2 separate regions of the Columba livia genome follow, and region 2 is linked to region 1. The links are chromatin contacts, called in public Hi-C maps. All regions are on one chromosome and are shown on one strand. The core of a region is the stretch at or near the end of the contact, and the rest is flanking DNA. Distances in the headings are between cores, read along the strand shown.

Region 1 (2,700 bases), core at 25-2,524:
AGCTTACATTCCGGTCAGCCAGTCTTTCTAACTAATCTAACTACCCTCTCACTGACCTCTTACTCCATGCCCTCATCTACTGTCCAAGCAACTCCAAGAACTGCTCACCTGCTCTGGTTTCTCCTGTGCAAAACTTCCCTTGTACACCTCCAACTGGCCTAATCAATTTCTTCATTCGGAGCAAATTTTAAAAATATTTAAAAACAAAACAAAACCAAAATACACCCAACCCCAAAAGCAGAGTTTCATCAGAGAAACCAGGAGGATTACATACCCACATGGTACATTCCTTCTTTACCCTAGGTTGCAGCAACAGGTAAAGGAACAAGTACAAGTGCAACGCTTGTATCCCACCACACTTACAACTACCGGGCACAAAACACAACCATGACTGATGTGTGTCACATATACTTTTTGGTAACTGGAAGCACTTGTTTGAGCTAAGGAAGTGCAGGAGACCAATGAGACAGGCAGAGAAAGCTCACATGTAACAGATATAAGCCCTCAGCTACGCTGTGATCTGGAAGCCAGTCTTGCTCCTGAGGTGGCTCATTCAAGTAACAGCGCCAGGGAGGATGGCCTTCAACTCTTTCAGCAAAGAGCTCAGTAACCTTAAAAAGCATAAATCAAACCTGTTAAAATTGGCAGAAGATTTGATAGGAAGAAATTGCCTTTGGGGGACTGCTTTTTGTCTGCCAAATTCACCCAGACACAGATCCACATATGGATTTCTAACCTATCCAGGTTTCAGTCACGATTACAGCAGCGATTGTGCTATGAACCAGGCTAGACATATTATTGTGGGAGAGCTGATGCATTAGAGGCAGACAATGAAAAACTCAGAGTATATTTGGTCCATGAGTTACTCCACTTCCAAAGTTCCCAGGTATTCAGCTCTGGGGATTTTGGCACAGGAAAAGTAGACTTGAAATTCAGCTCCTGAACTGGTTTCAAACTTTGATGAAAGTTTGGAGGTGTTTGGATCTGCAATTTTGACTAGTAGCTCCCAAAAGAGGTCGCTAATTTCTTGGGGTGAGGCAGCAGAGGATGGGAGGAACTAGTGTTATTTCACTTTGCTCTAAATGCAATGTAACCATCTGTGCAGCCGCTAAACCATGGGGCCTTGAAGGAACTACAAAATAGTTTGACTGCAAAGTCAGTCACTGAGAAACAGTCACTATTGGGCTGACACAGCCTGCTGGTACTCCTCAAACCCCTGGAAGAAATGCCGCCTGACAGCTGCTCTCTGTCTCCCATGCTTTGGCCCCATCATGTCCCCGCTAGTGTCTTTTACAGCCATGGTCAGACACATACCAACTATGTATCAGGATGAGTAACGGACTAAAAACAAAAACACAGAGCGACCAGGAGCTCTACAAAGCTGCTTGTAAATCTACTAAAAGTGGCATGTTTCCATAATAAACAATCCCTTATCGCGTTGCTCTGTTCCCGCTTAGCAGGCTGCTGAGAAAAGGGAAGAAAGTGGCGGGTTTGCAGGGTGCTGCGTTGAACTAGAGACAAGCAGGCGGTGTGCAATGGTCCGCGCTCCCTCTGCCGGCTGCATCCCCTGCACCAGCATCCTCCAGCTGCTGTCAGAGGTGATACTTCTCACTCTGGAGTCCAGACACGATTTAATACCTACTTGCACTGTGGCAACGTCTGTGCAGGCACCGTCCGTGAAGTGAGCCTGTTGTGTCAGGCTTTACACAGATAAAGAACAAAAGCGACAGCACCTATGTGAAAGATGATGTCTACGTGGCATGGCATAGGGCTGTGAAACACTCTCTAGCTGGGACTGTTGCCTCTGTGAGACACAATCCATCACCACAAAGCATGCACAAGGCACCTTGGGTTCAGTGGATGGGAAGCACTCTGGGAACCAAAAGGTTTATAAGTCTGTTATAAACAACATTCAGTTCCCTTACCCTGACAACCTCTTTTGCCAATATTCCTCGACAAGCAAGGCTCCGTAACTGCAAAAACTATTTGCCTTCCAAAGGTCTGTTGGTCAAGTGTATTTGGCTCGATATGCTTGATCATGCCACGGCAAAACTCGCAATAACTAGAAATACAAATGTATATAGATACATGCAGCTGGCAGGACCAGGGATGGAGCATGCATGTACATCCAATTTTTTTCACATTCGTAAAATATGCATTTCCAAAGTGCAGACATGATGACATTACCTTGCCACCAGTAGGACTTTGGAAAGTCTGAATCAGAAAGCACAGAAACGCTGCGCTGCCCATCAGCCACAGGTATCCTCTAGTGAGGGCTGGCCTGAGAGCTAAAATACAGGCTAGGCCATGCACAGGGAGACAAAGCAGCTCCCGTAAAGCAAATCTGGAGCAGAGAGAGACTCTGAATTCAGGAATTTTTAGCCCTTTCCTCCCACTCATCCCACAAGTCCCTGTCCCATGAGGCTCCCACTGCGCTGGCTGCACAGAGCCCCTGCACACCCAACAGCAACAGCAGGCACAGGGCACCTCAAACCTCCATTAAACAGCCTGCTTCCTGCTAATTAAATCTTGAAGGTTAATGAGCTTTAAAAGTCTAATTCCAGACTTACTTTTCTTGTGTCACTTTTGATATAATGGAGTCAAAACAGCTCACATCCAAGTTTTTAAGGTATCAGGCAATTTAATTTTTCGCTTCTCTGCTGATCTCTGAGCAGACATAACCCTTTTGATGTCCCACCC
Region 2 (2,818 bases), core at 28-2,527, 120 kb before region 1:
ACAGGAGTTTCCCCTCCTGACACATTCAATTGCTTTGCTAATGCAGGGGAACACAACTGCTTTGATTCCAGTCCTCATTCAACAACAGGTTTAGGTTCCCAATAACTGACTACCCATCATTCCCAGATACAATTTGGGCTAATTAACAGCTCTGAAAACAGCTACAGATGTACATGTCCAGCTGAGCTGCTTTCAACACCCACCCTGAGCTATCTGCATCTGAACTTTAGCCTGAGCAACAATCAATCAAACTGCTGGCAAGACTTGAAATTCAATATGAAGTCTTAACTGAGGAGGCTCATCTGCTTGGTTCTCCCCAAACATTGCAGGCAGAGTAACGAGTGCTGCTGTCCGCAATTAAATCTGCAATAAAGGCACTGATGTAACGTGAGGTTAGCCAGACAGCAGAAATGCACCTACGCTGTACACTATTGACCCCACAATACTCAGTTTGGACCCTCAGTACAAAAAAGTCATTGTAATGCTACGCTCACTTTGCTTTTGCAATATTCCAGGTTTGAACTCACCATGAGTAACGAGCAAGACTTTTCAGCAAGCCTATTTAGCGTGCTGCAGAAAAAAATCCTCCTAGAGAGACTGGAAACAATTATAACTTCACCCCCCGCCCCTGAAAATCCAAGGCAGGAAATAGTTAAGTCAGCAATTCACTGAAATATTTCTCTTTTTTTTTAAGTTTTACTTTTAATTCCTTTTTTATTTGTTCCAGTTCACCAATTGTTACAGGCTAAGTTCCAGTGACTGCACTATTCTCTCTTGCTTCTAGGGGACAGAAACAAACTGAGTCTGGATGCTCAAGGCGACCCAGAGTCAGAACAAAATTTGATGACCCCCCCAGTCTAAACCCCAAGTGTGATGATGGGATTTTGTTTATTTATGACTACTTCCCTGGTGACCCAGAAGCAGTTCAAGAACAAGCTCTTGAACCACAAAAGAACTGTTTGCACAGAGAAAGCTGCCACGTTGCTTAAATTTCAGACATCAGAGTCACTAAAACAGCTCTGAAGGGGAATAGCTGAAGAAGCATGAAATATTTATTTTAATATTAAATGTTATATTTTAAAAATTATCCTACAGTGCCAAGAGATTCTCCCTCCCCCCTGTTTTTCTCCTCCATGAAGCAAGACTGGTACCATTGTAACCAAATAACTGAGCATCAGGGAAAGATCTCTAAACCCAAGACTTTTCCAGAAGGGCCAGTAGCACTGGGGTGTTTTGCAGAGGGGCAATAATGGGCAGCCTGGAACAAGCCAGTCTTGCCCACTACATCAGCCAAACCCCAGTGTATGCAAACTCCCAGACACACAAACCACCTCAAGTACAACAAAAACCTAACCCATGTTTGTCTTCCTTTGGTGGGTCATTTGCCTCAGGATACAGATTGCCTTACTATATCACAGAATGAACAAACTCAACTTTTCTCAAAGATAAAAAATCCTAACACAGAGCAGTGATGTACTAAAACCATCTATACAGAGAAAGCACCTGCAGTGCCAGACCAAATAATTTATGGCCTTATTAGAAACATATTTTTCCTCATATTTTATCTATTCCTCCCCTGCCAATATAGTTACCTCTAATTTATTTCCAAATTACAATCAAAATTCCCATTATTTCGATTCAGTAACAAACAGGAGTCTCAACTCAGGACAACAGTGGCTTATGCTCGCCAGTGTGAAGCTTTAAACCCAATTCATTACAAGAAACAAACACACACAAAAAATTGCACTCTCCAACTAGAATCAACACTACCTTGATGCAAGAACAAATGAAGAACATGGTTCATGGGACCAGCCCAGCCCTGACATTATAAAATGGGAGAAACTAATTTGTTCTGCCTACACCAGTCAGGTCTGCATGTGGTGCAGTGTGACTTTCACCTCAGGGATCACTGTGGAGCCTTAACCCTGATGTGAGGGCACCCAAGGAAAAAGATCTCCTCGTTCCACCCTCCTCCACCTGTGCAATGCAGGCACACCCCACAAAACTGACACCCCAAAGCAGAGTTATAGGTGACTTTCTACAGACATCTGTGCTTTGCTCTGAGCTCGGTTTAGACAGAGGAGGAAAAGCAGCAACAGCAACCTACATCCCAACCCAAAGTCAACTGACTGCGGGCTTCTGGATCCGGCCCTACATACAGTACTTTATGTGAAAATCACAGACACACAACAGACATGACCACTGAGCAACACAGAGGGAGAGAAAGAGAAATACGAGCACTGGGCAGAGCTTGCAGAGGCCAAACAGACACAGTGTGCAGACGTTTCTTCATGCATCGCTGCATTGGTGGTCCCTGCTTCTACCAAGCAACTAAAAGCAAATGGAAATAAAATAACTTACACAAACATTTGCTTTCAGATCATCATACATAGCACTTTGCTACATAGCTAAATAGCATCTGAAATTGCCAGACAAGGAACCACCTGTGATGGGAATCCACTAGCACATAGCAGCAAAGCTCCAGTTGGTTTTTAAAAGCTGTAAGACCTGCAGGGAAGTGGATCAGAGCATGGCAGCACCAAGGCTCAGCGGCACTGTGCACCCTTCAGAGGTGTAGGAACCAAATGCACGGCACTTGCTTTTGCTGAGAATGGTTCATGCCAAGCGCACACAAGGTACTTTGCTCCACTGCAGGTCTTCTGTCAGTGTAACTCTGCTGATGCTCATGGACTTGTTGCCAGTTTAAATAAGAGCACATGAAAGCATTAAGTTGGTTCCTCAAAACCAGGTTCATTTGTAAAGTATTAGAGGTTTTCCAAAGTCATGTAATTGATGCTATTTCAGTAGAGCTGCAGAA

Evidence for each region. Hi-C and Micro-C count contacts between places; a contact is called where the count stands out from the background.
Region 2: a Hi-C map of liver shows a contact between it and region 1, with 6 times the contacts expected there. The contact joins two enhancer-like sites. A contact is called at or near these places in 2 of 2 Hi-C or Micro-C datasets (crop and liver).

Annotation. Positions count from the first base shown.
Region 1 is chr6:13,415,870-13,418,569 of bColLiv1.pat.W.v2, reverse strand. The region is part of intron 5 of SH3PXD2A (SH3 and PX domains 2A); the gene reads right to left. Among named protein-coding and RNA genes, the nearest start is that of SH3PXD2A, 150 kb to the right of the region's middle. Within about 2 kb of position 1,274, at least 2 of the 3 cell types and tissues checked have an H3K27ac peak away from gene starts, as active enhancers do.
Region 2 is chr6:13,532,265-13,535,082 of bColLiv1.pat.W.v2, reverse strand. No RefSeq gene overlaps it. Among named protein-coding and RNA genes, the nearest start is that of NEURL1, 160 kb to the left of the region's middle. Within about 2 kb of position 1,277, at least 1 of the 3 cell types and tissues checked has an H3K27ac peak away from gene starts, as active enhancers do.